Regions from separate parts of the Zea mays genome. Here region 1 is linked to region 2. The links are chromatin contacts, called in public Hi-C maps. All regions are on one chromosome and are shown on one strand. The core of a region is the stretch at or near the end of the contact, and the rest is flanking DNA. Distances in the headings are between cores, read along the strand shown. Region 1 holds the start of LOC103635657 (putative disease resistance RPP13-like protein 1). Region 2 holds the start of LOC100193903.

Region 1 (7,078 bases), core at 1,903-4,402, 310 kb after region 2:
ATCCCCTCAAACAAGTGCCCAGCTGGCCATCGTTAATGCTTGAATGGCATATTTGCAGACTCTTCAGGGAAGTCAGCTTCTCAAGCTCTTCAAACTTTGCATCTTGACAGTTCCTCAGAGCCAAAGTAGCAATTGATTCCTTATGTTGCTGGTGCATTAAGCCATTTGTAAGGATGGTGGCAGAGCACGTATCTAATTTAAACTTGCACGCGTTTGATGGCGAGGAAGAGCAGGGGGATAGTTTCAGCTGTGAAACAAATCCTGTATTTTTTACCGAGACCTTCCTCACGGACAGAGGGAGCTGGGGCAACCTAACGAGCTTGGGACAGTTCAAAAGCTTCAGCCTACGGAGTTTAGGTAGCACATCGATATTCTTCTCTTCTTGGGTCCACTCAACCCATTGAGGCATATCATCGAATTCAAGTTCCTCCAAAGATGGAAACGCAGTCGATTTGGTTCCATAGAAGTCACGGAAGCTGATTTTTTTCACTGCACACATCTCTTTCAGACGCAAAGCCTTGAGGCATGGAAGCTGCCCCAGAGGAGGCAGGACCTCCCATTTTCTGCAGTTGACCAAATGCAGGTATTTAACGTAGAAGACACTCACTTTCAAGCTTGTGTTAAGCCAGTTTGGTGATCTATCACCATGATATCTTCTAACAGTAAGCTTTTTAACATATTGGTTGGGTTCAAGGCCATCCAAGACATCAGCCTCACTAGAGGGCACAATCTTACCAGTCGAGTTCCATTCTAATTCCAGGACCTTAACATTCTCCTTCTTGTTTAGCCCAGCCTGGCAGGCTTCTTGTTTATCCGCTACAAGATCAAGATTCTTGATATGAAGCTCTTTACGAAGACCATTCATACCATTCAAGTCTCCTAAAGTATGGCCTTTTTCATTTTTAACATGGAACTTGACAGATCCCTGCAGGTGAACCAGTTTCCCAATGCCGGTGATTTTGGATGTATCCATGTCCAAATGTCTCAGACGCGTCAGGTTTACGATATCTTCCGGGACCTCAAGGCCAGACCCCTTAGGACTACTTAAGGTCTGAAGACGATAGAGCCTTGTCAGTGCTTGTGGAAGCTTGGTGATTGATTTGCAAAGTGCCAGGTATCTGATGTACTTAAGGTTCCCAATCCTCTCCGGTAGGCGAATGATATTGCAGTCTTCCAAACCAAGAACTCGAAGGCTTTTCAGCTCTGTGAAAAGATCTCCTGGCAGTTGATCCAGCGAAGAGGAAGGGCTCTTGAGAATCAGCAACGTGTGCAATCTTTTAAGCTCAGGTCGGCTCTTGAGCTGTGCCACGGTATCACTGCAGACAGACAGGTGCCGAACTGTCTTGGGGATCTCCTTCTTTGCATCTTCAACTCTCACACAATCAAACCGAGAAACCTTCTTGGCCAAATCATGCATAAGGTCGTGGATGTAATAGTAACTCCGACGCCCCACCTTCTGCCTATGGAAAAAGGACCTGGCCACAAGCTGATCGAAGTAGTCACTTCCCAGATCCTCCAATTTCCCATCCGCTGCCTGCACGAAACCAAGGGCCATCCAAATCTTCACCAGCTTATCGCGCTTGAACCTCCAGTTCTTGGGGAATAAGCTGCAGATTGCGAAGCATGGTTGCAGGTGGCCCGGTAAATTCTGGTAGCACAACTCTAATGTCTTGGAAACATTGTCGAAGATGTCCATCTCAAGCACCTTCCTCCAGTGGGAGACACTGGGGTTGCCTTCAAGCATCTGCCCAACGGCCTTGGCGAGCATTGGAGACCCCTTGAGCTTTTGGGCAATTTTCCTTCCGATGTCCTGCAGTGCACAAGGCTGACCATCAATGTCCTCGCCACCGAAGGCATACCTCTTGAACAGAGACCAGATGTCATTGGCCGGCAAGTCATCCAACCGGACCTCCATGCTTGCGGACAGCAAATTCGCTACCATCTTTTGACGGGTGGTGACCACGATCCTGCTTCCCCTTTCCCCGTGGCTGAGGGGCGCCAGCACCTTGGACCACATCTCTCGGTACTCATGCTGACCCATGTTCTCCTTGTTCCAGACGTCGTCGATCACCAGCAGGAACTTGCGCAACGAGACTTTCTCCTTTATCTTTTTCAGTAGCAAGTCGAAATTCGTCAGCCCGTCGAAGGCGTCGACGCCCACGTCGGCGCCCAGGAGGATCTTCTTGGCAAGCTCAAGCTCGTTGTCCGTCGGGAAAGGCTGGATCCAGATTTTGATTTCAAAGGTGGAGACCACATTCGGGTCCTCTAACAGGACCTGCGCCAGCGTGGTCTTCCCCATCCCGCCATGTCCTATGATCGCCGCGATGGGGACAGAGACAACCTGGGCGTCGCCGCCTGCGCCGACGAGCCAGGACACCATATTTTGCAGCTCCCAGTCGCGCCCAACCACCACGTCCTTGTGGTGGCGCAGCGAGGCCGTGATGCGGCCGAGCGGGGGCAGGTGACCGCTCTGTTCGCGCGACGCCGACGCGTTGGCCTCCGCCGTCAGAATCAGTGTCGGCGAGGCTTTGGAGATGGCTTCCAGCTTGTCGACGACATCGTTGAGCCTGTTGACGCGCTCGTCGGTGCCGAAGATCCGCTTGCTGACCCTGGCGACGGGGGATTCAGGCGGCGGCATAGAGTCGTCGAAGTCATCGACGACGTCTAGGGCCTCGTACACGGCATCCATGAGCTGCTGTAGCCACTCACGGAAGTCCGGGTCCCCGCATCCGTTCGGAGAGCCCCGCCGCTGGACGGCGGCCCCCACGGCGCGGAGCTGATACAGCAAGTGCTCCATCCGCTTGAGCGCCTTGGGGACGCCGTCGCCCAGGCTCTTGATCCTGTCGGAAGCGCAAGATTTTGCCTTATCCATCACGATCTTGATGATCGGGCACACCAGCCAGCCGGCCAACGTCTCCGCCATCTCGCCGATCGGAGATCGAGGCTGCGCACAGCGCGCGGATGTTGGGTGACCAAGGAGACTACAGGACAGTGAGGACCGATGGAGTCAGCGGCTGCGACGGGCCTTGTGGGAGCGGGGTGCCGCGCTCACCAACCGGACGAGGCCTCGAGTGGTTCTCCGAGCTATGACGGGGAAGTTTCCGTCCAATTTCCTCGAGAGTATCCTTCCGGCAGCTAGGGATAAAAAATGGTAATCTGAACTATAAAAATAAATTTAATATTTTTAAATAGATAATTTGATGTTGATTTTTTACGTTACAAATAAAAATAAAATATTGCATAAATTGTTTTATACATTATTTATTCTCTACAATAACAAAAAATGAAAAAAAATACCGCATTTGTTTCGGAATCAATAGCGAATTTGTATATATATCATTCGAGAAAATATAGAATAAATTTGAGATTTATCTTTTATAAATCTTTACAAGCTCAGTGTTAAAAGAAAAAAAATACAAATGTGTACAGTATATTCTATATCCTATTTATTCGTAATAAAAACGATCAAAAACACTTTCGACCATTTTCATCCCTACCGGTAACGACCCTATGCTTCTGTGCATTGACTGACTTCAGGACCAGGGTTACACATCCCGTTTTTATCTGAACTAGAAAAGGAAGCGCCCTATCGGGCGCTGGACACCTCATGCACGCAGAGGAATAAATTAAACCATATGTTACACCATATAGGATAAATAGTTTAATGTGGCACCAAAATTAGACAAATAAAGTCACAATGATTATATACCAATAGGCTTTAACAAATAAAAACGATAGACTTGTCTCGAGTACTAAACAAATTCAACACGACATGTAGTGTTGGTAACACCAAACAGGGCAGCAGCTCATATGGCTATGTCCAGATTTAGTTTTAATAAAACAACGTAGTCCGATAGACTTTAGTACAGCTCCAAAAGATAATACACATCTATATCATCAAAGGATTTTCATTACATCAACATTGAAAGAACAGTGGCATCCTTATCAGAACTATGTCCATATGTCAACCCAGCATCCTTTTTACCATCTTCTGGTGAAACGTAAAGATAAGGCTCATAGATTAATTGATGCAGGCGAGAAATTGTAAAAGCGCCTAAACATTCAAGCAACAATGAGATTGCTGAAGCTAGACATTTCAGTTACCTGGATGCATCAATTACCCTCCTCTTTGCAGAATCTAAACTTGAAATAATGACAACATGGTTCTTTCTGATGCTGCTTATGAAATCAACAACATTTTTTGCCGTTAATGAAACATAAGTGTAGCCCTAGAAATCAGTAACCTTCTTAACTGAGCTGCAAGTGAAACAAGTCACCACATAATTAGAGTAGGTGAGGTACTACATAATATAAGTTCAACAAATATGCTTGCTTAGTGAGAGCACAATATAGTAAAACTCAGATTAATTGATGCAATCCATTTTTCACAATTTGGAAAGATTTGGGTGGTACCACACATTGTTTTGGATTGCAACACGTTTTTTACTAAAAGAAAGAGGGGGGTTTCCCTAAAAGTTTTGATTTCTTTATATGCTTAGCAATTAGCACATACCATGATTCACTGCTCATGATTATGCTCTTGATCAGGATTATGCATTTAACCTTCAACATTCTCGTTTAAAGCATCAAGACCAAACTTATCTACCTGCACAGCATTAGAGTGAATGACTCACCACTGTGTTAAACCAAATAAACTCTAGGAATGAACCACAAAGAGATGTGAACAATAAAAGAATATTGAATCCTTTACCCTTTCCGGCTGCAGCTTGTTAGGATGTTCTGAATTTTTTTTGACACCGTGACGCAAATTTTTAGGAAATTTGGAAAGACACCTGCTTTCCAAAATGCATCTGAGAATGTGTGTGTTTGGATCTAATAGTCCAGGATGCTATTCAGCAGGTACATTTTGGCCAGCAAGCCTTCTGCAACCTTTGACAGCTGAACCACTGGCTCCATCTAAAGATGTTTGTGGATACCGGCAAAGGGGCCTTGTGGCACAACAACACCTATGTTCCTCTAGGTTGTCAATGCCGAAGGAATTGGTTCTTCAGCAGTTAGGTATTCAGACCATCAGGATATGCCGCTGTCCACATCTATGCTTTTGAACGAAAGATGGGACATCTCTAATTCTGTGGTCTAACCCACCTGCCGGAAGGTAGCAGCAACAACAAGGAGTGTCTTTGTTTTGTTTATGATTTTTGCAGTTATGGTTATATACTTCTATTTACTATCTAGGGACCTGTGATCGAATATAGAATTCATGGTTTTATCCTCATAACTTTGATTTAAGGGACAATATGGTAAGACAATGCCTTCTAAATGTGACTCTAGGTATGGATCCTCTTGTGAAGCAGTTTTTTTATAGAATTGAAGTTGTCTTACAAAACATTAGGAAAAAAGGCTTGTATCCGAGTTTTGTTATAATATTTGTCATGTCAAGGAGATGAAAACGTTTTCATGGCTCCATCTTCATGGTAGGAAAATAGCTCTGATCCTGCCTTTTCTTCACCAAAACTATTTGTTTAATAGCAGTTTGATAGGGGCTTGTTCGATCCAGGGCTCCGTAAAAAGGAATAACCAAAAGTTTATACTTCGATCCAATGTCAAAGCAAATTAGACTGCTAGAAACAGTAGGCCTATGAAATAGGAGCATGTGACAGGAAAGCGTTAAAGAAATGAAAGTGAAAACATGTTTTCAACTCCAATTAGACCATCACCACTACGATTGCTTTTGACCTGCGGCCCCTGCCAATCGCAAAAGCAGTTCGGCGACCCTTTCTACACTGAAAGTGTGAAGGAAGGAAGCTCTAGACGGACTCGAACCATGGAGCCAACAACCGAATATCTAGTGATGTATCACAACAAAGCACAGAATGAGGCGAGCGAACGGAGAGGAAACTGACCATGAGGAGAGCGTCGGGGAGGGAGCTGAGGATGGGGAGGAGGAGTCTGCCGACGAGGCCGGCCCCCATGATTCCGAGTAGCAGCTCACTCCCCACCAATAGGTACGTGGTCACCTTGTACATGAGGAAGGCGTACTCCAGCATGAGGAAGAGGTTCTTGAAGACAGTGGCGGTGCAGGGGAGGAAGCCATAGGACTGCTCGCACCTCTCCCAGGTCGTCGCCGCACCCGTGGCCAGCCGGGAGCCCGAGAGGCAGATCACTAAGACGAGCGGCGCGAATGGGCTGCCAGCAGAGATGAGGTGGCCTTACGCGCTGGTGGCCAGGAGGGAGAGCGAGACCAGTAAAAAGCTATGGCGGTGCTGCTGGCGAGCCGCCATTGTTGGGGCACAGGGGTGGTGTGGTGATTGCTATGGCCGTGCTCGACTCCCTCGAGGCGCTCAAGCGGCCCGCGCTCGCGCTCCTCCTGGCCGGTGTGCTGCTCGCCGCGGCATCGGCGGGCGGGCCGCACGCGGCGGCGCTGGCCGCCTCGGGCGGGCGCGTCGGCGGGTCGGCCTTCTCCTCGCGCTCCTCCTCGCCTCGATCCTACGGGTACAGCGCGCCGGCTCCCAGGGGCGGGTACACGGCCGCTCCCTTCTACTCTCCTTCGCCCTTCGTATCCGTCGGCCCAGCCCTCGGCATCGGCTTCGGGGGATCGGGGTTCCTCGTGACCCTCATGGGTTTCGCGGCTTTCCTCTACCTGGCCTGGACCCGGACGCGTCGACGGCGGACGGTGCCGCCGCGAGGCGCCACGGAGGGGAGGCCAGCAATGGCGCGGCGGTGGGGATGTCGATGGGGCTCGACCGGATTGGGGAGGCGACAGAGGGTGAGGCCATGCCGGTGGACGTGGGCAGGGTGGGCAAAGGCCGGGGAGGAGGACCCGGACGCGTCGACGACGGACGACGCCGATGCGAGGTGCAGCAGCGGGGAGGCCGGCAAGGGCGCTGCAGTGGGGATGTCGGCGGGGCTCCTCGGATCGGGGAGGCGACCGTGGGTGAGGCCACACCGGTGGACGCGGCCGAGACTGGGGTCGGGCACAGTCCAACGAAATCAAAGGCAGAGAGGGTACCTCATCGGGAGGGCAGGTGGGCGAGGTGGGAGAGAGGGTGGTTGGAGGCAGAGAGGACGTCATCGGGAGGGCAGGAGGGCGAGGTGGGACTGTGGGAGGGAGGCTGGT
Region 2 (7,598 bases), core at 4,910-7,409:
CGGTTGCATGATGATCGCAGGGGATTAAATCTATTTCAATTCAATTTTGATTAAAGATTTAATCCCCTTCAATTTACTCCTAACAGAACAAAAGCCCTAGAAGGCTACTTCAGTCTGGGGCAGCAGATGCAATGGGCTAGTTCGGTTTGGAGATGGCTTCACATTTTCCAGAGGCTGGGAACGATTGCAAGATCTTGGTTTGGCTAATGATTTCGACCCGGTTGATACCCTCACGGCCTTGACCCTGCTCTTCTCGCCGCAATCCAACCACGCCGCCGGCAGGTGCCACACCGTTGAGCCATACACCCAAGCTCCTTGCCCCCCAGCCACCCAGGCGGCAAACTGGAACTCGGACGACCATCTTCATCTTTCCTTTCTGCCTTCGATGGTCACCTTTGTATGACCGATGATGTGATGATCAAATAGCTACTAGCAGATAGCAATGCTAGCAGGCAGGAATTAGAGTGCCGTTGTGCGGGTGCGGCGAGGTCTGGAGCGGACTGGTTCAGTTTGGTTTCCGAAATGCAAGAATGGGGTGGGCTCAGGTGGATAAGGTTTGGTTTCCGCTTTCCAAATTCCAAACCATTAGCACCATGTCCACAACACTTACTGCTTCTACTTCTGATAAATGCCATCAGCAATATACTTATAAATAAAACAACATTTGGCATGCCTTGCACCGGCGGTCAAAGTTGCCCACTCGCACACGCACTCGCGTACAGTAACCCAAAAAAAACCAGAGAGGAGAGTACACAGCTTCTAACTTAGGAAACTTGACGACTATAGATCTGCAAAGAAATCCGATGCCGGCCGACTCGAACTCTGTCCTTTACCTGCCTTTTTACTCCTTGAACCTGAACAACCACCCCCAGAGAGAAGATAAGAAACGGCTTTCGGACGAGAAATGCGAACCCAGAAGGCAGGATTATCATGCTAATGGCACACAGAATATAGCTCTCGATAAATTCTCACCTTTAGAAGAGGTTGCCGCCATGTCTACATCCATCACATCATCATCGCTATCGTCATCGCTGTCATCACTACCAGCTTCAGCAGGTTCATCACCATTGGCTACCTGTGGGCCACTCAAGAGTTCTTCCAAGTCCCAGAGCTGCATACAAAGGGGGAAAAAAAGGCCAAGTCAGACCAACATATGGGCACACCAACAATGAGAGAGAGAGCATCGCCACCTTCAGCATTTTATCATGTGAGATGCTGCCTAAATATTTCTTGTCGTTTGACAAAGCTGCATAGAATAAATAAGAAATGAGAACACGTTGTTGTTTCCACCATATCTTACAATCAAATGGACGCACGTACCAAGGGCCTCAATGGGGTATTCTGAATGTTCAGCAAGTGGCTGTTTTATCCTATTAGGTAGGATGCCCACCAATCTACACAAAGAACAAGGATTTCATGTCAGAACAGCAGTCCATCAGACTAACAGGAAATTGCCTGAGAAGTGATATGTCAACTCAAAGCAACAGTGGTGAATTCCAAACCTGATCACACCATCTGATGATCCAGAAACCAAAGTGTCTTCATCCAGCTAGAACACAATAAGAATTAATAATACACAAATAAGGCAGAAATGGGAGTTATCATGATAAGACTAGGGACCCACGAACCTTCAGCATTGTATCCACAGACTGCGTGTGTCCGATAAAGCGGTCACTAACCATAAAAAGACATGTCAGCGAACAACTTTAGACCACATCACTAGCAGAATTAATTGGATTTAAGACACAGAAACTGAAGGAAGCAGACTGGCAACATCACATAGTGGCATGTTTGGGAAGCAAAGATCCCTCTAAGGGTCTACTGATCACAAGATCTTTGAAAATTGGAATAATCAAAGGAAACGGATTACACACAATCCAATAAAGCCTGAAGCCATGAACTTGTCAAATTAAAGGGCGTACCCAGTGTCGTAGGCTTCCCGCACTGTGCGGGGTCTGGGAAAGGGTATCTTTAAGCGCCAAGCCTTACCCACATAATATGCAGAGGCTGGGGCTCGAACCCAGGACCTTCCGGTTACAGACGGTAGGCTCTACCGCTGCACCAGGCCCACCCTTCGAACTTGTCAAATTACCAATAAGAAAAAAAATTGCTCCCGCCAATGATAGTTACAATCATGATGAGAGGAAAAATATTGGTAGGAAACATACAAGCGATGTTTATAAGCATCAAAGAATTAGGGAAAGCCACATCCAAAGAACTACATTGATGGAATAGAGTTAAGTCGGTTCGAAATTATAGGTCACATTGTTATGTTCGAAGTCAAGTTTCTTTAACTTTGACCAAGTTTGTAGAAAAAACACCAATATCTACTACATTAAATTAGTTTCATTAACTTCCTCATGAAATATGTTTTGATAATGCACTTATCTTGTATATGTTACTATATTTTTCTAAAAATCTGATCGAAGTTTAGAACAGAAGGGTGTATTATACAAATAGCATTAGCTAAAATAAGTTTTGTTAATGAAGTTTTATCTTTCTGCCAATGATTTCAAGTCGCCTAGTCGCCTGGTCGAACCCTGGGACCGACCAGGCGACTAGTCGCGATTAGGCGACGACTAGTCGACCCCTAGTCAGTCCTAGTCGGTCCCTGGTCGTCCTAGACTAGTAGCTATACTTATATAGGTATCAATGTTTTCAAGTCGGACGACTTGCTGGTCGTTGTGGCTGACCGACTAGGGCGATTAATCGCGATTAGTTGGACGACTTGGGCGATTAATCGTGATTCGTCCAAACCGACTTGGACGATTCATCGCCACTGATCGCGATTAGTCGGATGACTTGAAAACATTGATAGGTATATATATAAATATACATGTATACATTATATAAATTAGAACAAACAACTAGGATAAACAAAGTAACATATTGCTTCATTGTGATTTGTGACTTACCTTAACCTGATATGTGACATCCCATAATGGAGTACAGAGAAGGGGGAGAAGTGGGGGGAGCAGGAGGAACCTTCAGATGACGTGCTCATCTCGTCACTGGTTCGCAGCCACCGCTGGTTGGAGACTGCAGCAGTGCAGCAGGCGAGCAACACTGCAGGAGAAGGGGCAGGGGACACAGGGTGTTGTAGCCGCCGGCAATCAGGAGTCCAGGACTGAAGGGGCGGTGCCAAGAGAGGAGAGGAGACGTGCAGGTTGGAGACTGTTGGCGGCTAGGTTAGAATAGGAGAGGAGAGGGTACTCTAAATTAGACTGTAGATGGGCTAAAAAAGGCCCAATAACTAAACCCTAGTCGGGACGACCAGGACACATAACTCGGACGACTAGTCGCCCTAGTCGACGATTAGTCGGACGACCAGGACGACTAGGTCTTCTAGTCGAGTCGTCCAACAAATCGTGTCCTAATTGCCGACCAACCCGACTAATCGCGATTTAGTCAGACGACTTGAAATCATTGCTTTCTGCTATTTTATTTCAGCAGTTAGTGTTGTGTAATGATAATATGGTTACCTGCAATCATTAAAGTATCCCCATGAATATAATAAGAGTGCTCCACTTGGAGTTCCACACACAACCTTTTTACCATGCTGAGTCACAAAGAATTAAGTTAAAGTTCAATTATCATGAACAACAGGAGAGAAATGTTGCTCAGCAAAAACTGTTTGCCAAAAATAGGTACCTTCATTAACACCAAGGATAGCAACTCATCTTCTGAAAATTCAGATCGTGACCTTACCTGGTATTAAATCAGAAACAGTTACAAGATTACAAGTTAACTTACAACAATTCAACAGTAAATGATAACCATTGATAAGAAGTCCCAAAACACAAAACTCAACACATTATAAGCAAGAGTCGATGCAAGAGCAACTCACTTTATTCCTCCGCAGGTTGTTCACAGACAAAGTTCCATCCCCACTACACGGAAACAAAGAAGTTTAACCCTTAGTTGTATAATGCACCGAATAGATGTCGATAAATTCGACAGACAAATGGTTTGCAAATAAATACATCTTCAGTGATTCATAGAATGTCTTTTGTTAGCTGGTATTAAAAAATCACATCAAATTACTTAATAACTACTCCACATGATGTAGCGGTTAAGTGCATAACTAAAAACAGGAGTACTTATATCTGCTTCATGACAAAAAAAAGGGAAATAAAATAAGTGGATTGGTGACAATCTTTAGGTGTTTGCCATGCAAACAACATTTCAGCTATGCTTGATACATCTCAACTGCAGGGAATCTAGTTGTACCTTGTGGCCAGTATCTGATTTGTCTCAGCCACATAGGTCATATCTGAAATGTAATCATCGTGGACTTCAAAACTGTTGCAGCAAGATCGCTCCCGGGTATCCCATACCTAAAATTAAAAATGAGGATAACTAAGTCAAAAACTAAATTATACATCTAATAGAAGATAATTGCATATAAAACATTTTCTTCTACAAAAGGAACCATCTTATAAACATCACATAAGTCCAAAAACAGACATACATGAACATTACTGTAACAGTGATTTCAGTATGCTCGGCACAAGCATTGTTATATAAATAAGCTTATTAATGCTTCTCCTCATATGACCCCAAAATGTGAAGGTACTGGAAACAAAATGATTGAAACTGAACTGTATTTTAGCACATATACATCTTAGGACAGCAGACTTGCTGCTCCATACCTTAATGCAGCCTTCATCATCACCTGTGGCAATTGTAGATTCAGTAAGACAGACAAGGCGGTTTATGGCATTCCTAAAATCATGTTACAAATGGGCCAATGTTTAGTTCCACAAAGAAAATAAATAAAACACTAGCACTGAAAACTAACAAAACTCACTCATGTGCATCCTCCAAGCGGGCAATGGCCTTGCCCGATTCTACATCTGAGGCAAGAACTGAGCAATCAGCTGACCCTGACAAAATCACTGAACAAAACCACAACATCAAGGAAATCATCAGGATACGGTTAGAGGACATAAGGCATGCAACAGGGTGTATCAAGGTGTGCTGCCTCCCAATTAGTCCCAGATTGTCATTGCCAGCTTAAAGCTGCTAACTTTGTAGTATCGTGTTTGAAACATAACAGAGTAAGAAACAAAGATCAGAACGATCTATGACATGCAGTGCAAGCGGGTACACAGGCTGGCAGGTATATAACAGAATTCAATAACAAAAGACATTACCTTTTCCTGAGTCCACAAAACGAACAGCTCTGCATGACTCCTTGTGGGCTTTTAACAAAAGTAACCTTAGTATCAAACAAGAACGAAGTGAATGTCAATCTCTAAGGTTGGAATCAACCTTCGGATTGCCAAAGCATAAGTGCATAGCCTCAATCAAAGACTCCAGAATCACGGAATGCACTAACCACATGGCATTTCTATTTTTGCAATTCAATTCAGGCCCGTAGGATAGGGGGAAATATCTTATGCAATCACTTATATTGGTGCAAGCGTGCAATCAAACGATTTGGTGCATCTAATCTAGATCTAATGATAACTGTTATTTTACATTTAACCCCTTCCACCTGAAACATAATACCTATTTTACTTTTAACCCCTTTCATATGAAACCGTTGGATCTAGATTGGATGCTCTGGATGGTTTGGTTGCACGCTTGCACCAAATGAGTGATTGCACAGGATATGTCCTCCGTAGATAGAGACTACATAGTTATAGAAACTTTGTGCACGCCTAATCAAAGACCAAGGAACACTAATCCGATGCTGCAAACAAAGCAACACAGTGCCGAGCGCCGCGAGGCGGAATTCTAAGTGCGAAACTAACAGATCATGAGCAATAACAGAGCTTCCGTATGTACCTCTCAGGCTGCGACTCCGGGCCGTAGCGGAACCTGTGAAACCAACCAGATTGGAAAAGCGTTAGAACAAGCAAACTGGGACGGGAAGCTTGGAGTTTCGGTTTGTGCGGTGCGGAGGGCGTACAGGCAGAGCTCTCCGGTGATGATGGAGGTGACGACGAGCGGAGACGACGGGTGGAAGTCGAGGTCGAAGGGCATCTCCTCGTGGAGAGCCTCCATCGCGGCGCCTGACAGTTGGGGAGGCGGGCGGCGGCGCGGCTGACGGAGAAGGAAACACAAACGACCGTGGGAGGGCGTCTCGGGCAGAGCTGGGCTATTAAGGCCTGAGACAAAGCTGGGCTGGACATGTGTAAACGGGCTCCGAAGTAATCCCGCTGAGGGCCCAAACGAGATCTTATCGCATCTCTTTCGTCGTCGTCGTCGTTTTGTTATAGCCCTTGGTAACGCTGAGAGGAGGGAAAAGATTGATGGGAGCGGCGACGGAAAGAGGAAGAGAAGGGTCAAGGGGGAGGGTCAAAGGGGGAGGGAGAGCAGGAGAGGGGGGAGGGGTAAGAGATAGGGATGGATTCGGATGTCTGGAGATCCGAAATATCCGTATTCGTATTCGGATAAAGCGCTAATATGGATATCCGTATTCGTATTCGATTTTAATATGGATGTTAAATAGACATATCCGAATTCGTTTCTTCTCTATCCGATTTAAGATTCGTATTCGACAACATTCGACAAAACCGTGAAATATCCGATACTATTCGTATCCGAAAGAAAAAAGCACTTAATAAAATCAATTTAAACTTACTTTTATTACTAATTACTAATTACAAGTGATTTTAAATATTAAATAATATACTAAAAACTGAAGTACACTATTTAAAATGTTAAAAATATTTATATCATAAACAAATGACCGTGTTAATCTTACAGTACTAGTGATATACAATGATAAATTTTAATAATATTAAAAATTATAATTTTGAATACATTAGATTATTGGAGTTTGAGTCCAAAATACAAATACTTAATATACAAAAAGATTATAATTAGAGTCCAAAATATAAATATTTTATTTAAAAATATGATATTCAACTAAGTTTCAACTAAATAATGTATATGTACTATTGTTCATAATTTGCTTGTAATGTGATTTTTATCAACTATAAATCCATCGATAAAACAAATTAATACTTGTTATGATGCTATGTTCTAAATCAAGTAAGTATCCGAATATAAATCCGAATTCGAACTATCTGTTTTGTATTCGTATCCGATAGTATTCGTATTCGTATCCGTATTCGAATTAAAATATGGTAAATAGTGACATTCGAATCTGTTTCCATGCGTATCCGATCCGAATCCATCCCTAGTAAGAGATATCCAAATAAGGTCTTGTTAGGATACTTTGGTTATAGCATCTCCAATGCGTGAACTATAAAAAATGACTATAACTTAAAAATGAATATAATTTATAGAATTTAGGACACCAATAAAATATTCTACTCCGACAACGAAGTTTTAAATCTAGATTATAGGACAGCCCACTGTGGTGTAGTATATTTGGGGCACTTGAAAGGATGTCCTATAATTTTTTGACCAACACTACATAAAAAATGTAAATTTCCTACGGCTTACTATTTTTCTACTGCTTTCTATAGAAACGTTAGGAAGTTAATAACTTCTGAAAGGGTACTGCAATCTCTAAGAAGTTAGCATAACTTCCGAGTGGTACTGCGAGACAACTTCCAACGGTTTTAGTGCGGGCTCTCGAAAGTTAACTCGTAGGGCTTTGACCGACAGCCGTAGTCAAC

What was found. Hi-C and Micro-C count contacts between places; a contact is called where the count stands out from the background.
Region 1: a contact with region 2 is called in a Hi-C map of leaf, with 2.9 times the contacts expected there. The contact joins the promoter of LOC103635657 here to the promoter of LOC100193903 in region 2. A contact is called at or near these places in 8 of 25 Hi-C or Micro-C datasets (bundle sheath, ear, leaf and 1 more) and 1 of 3 datasets of contacts at active chromatin or transcription factors (leaf).

What each region holds. Positions count from the first base shown.
Region 1 is chr8:106,611,625-106,618,702 of Zm-B73-REFERENCE-NAM-5.0, forward strand. LOC103635657 (putative disease resistance RPP13-like protein 1) reads right to left here and starts at 3,153. Exons shown (of 2, transcript XM_008658064.4): 1 at 1-3,153. The coding sequence starts at 2,923. LOC103635659 (a long non-coding RNA gene) reads right to left here and starts at 4,813. Exons shown (of 3, transcript XR_557535.3): 1 at 4,712-4,813; 2 at 4,514-4,606; 3 at 3,812-4,257.
Region 2 is chr8:106,299,813-106,307,410 of Zm-B73-REFERENCE-NAM-5.0, forward strand. LOC100193903 reads right to left here and starts at 6,160. Exons shown (of 15, transcript NM_001138976.1): 1 at 5,918-6,160; 2 at 5,794-5,826; 3 at 5,157-5,221; 4 at 4,811-4,898; 5 at 4,653-4,725; 6 at 4,231-4,337; 7 at 3,848-3,890; 8 at 3,652-3,708; 9 at 3,483-3,559; 10 at 1,629-1,674; 11 at 1,503-1,549; 12 at 1,321-1,394; 13 at 1,191-1,246; 14 at 973-1,111; 1 more. The coding sequence starts at 6,012. The coding sequence ends at 781.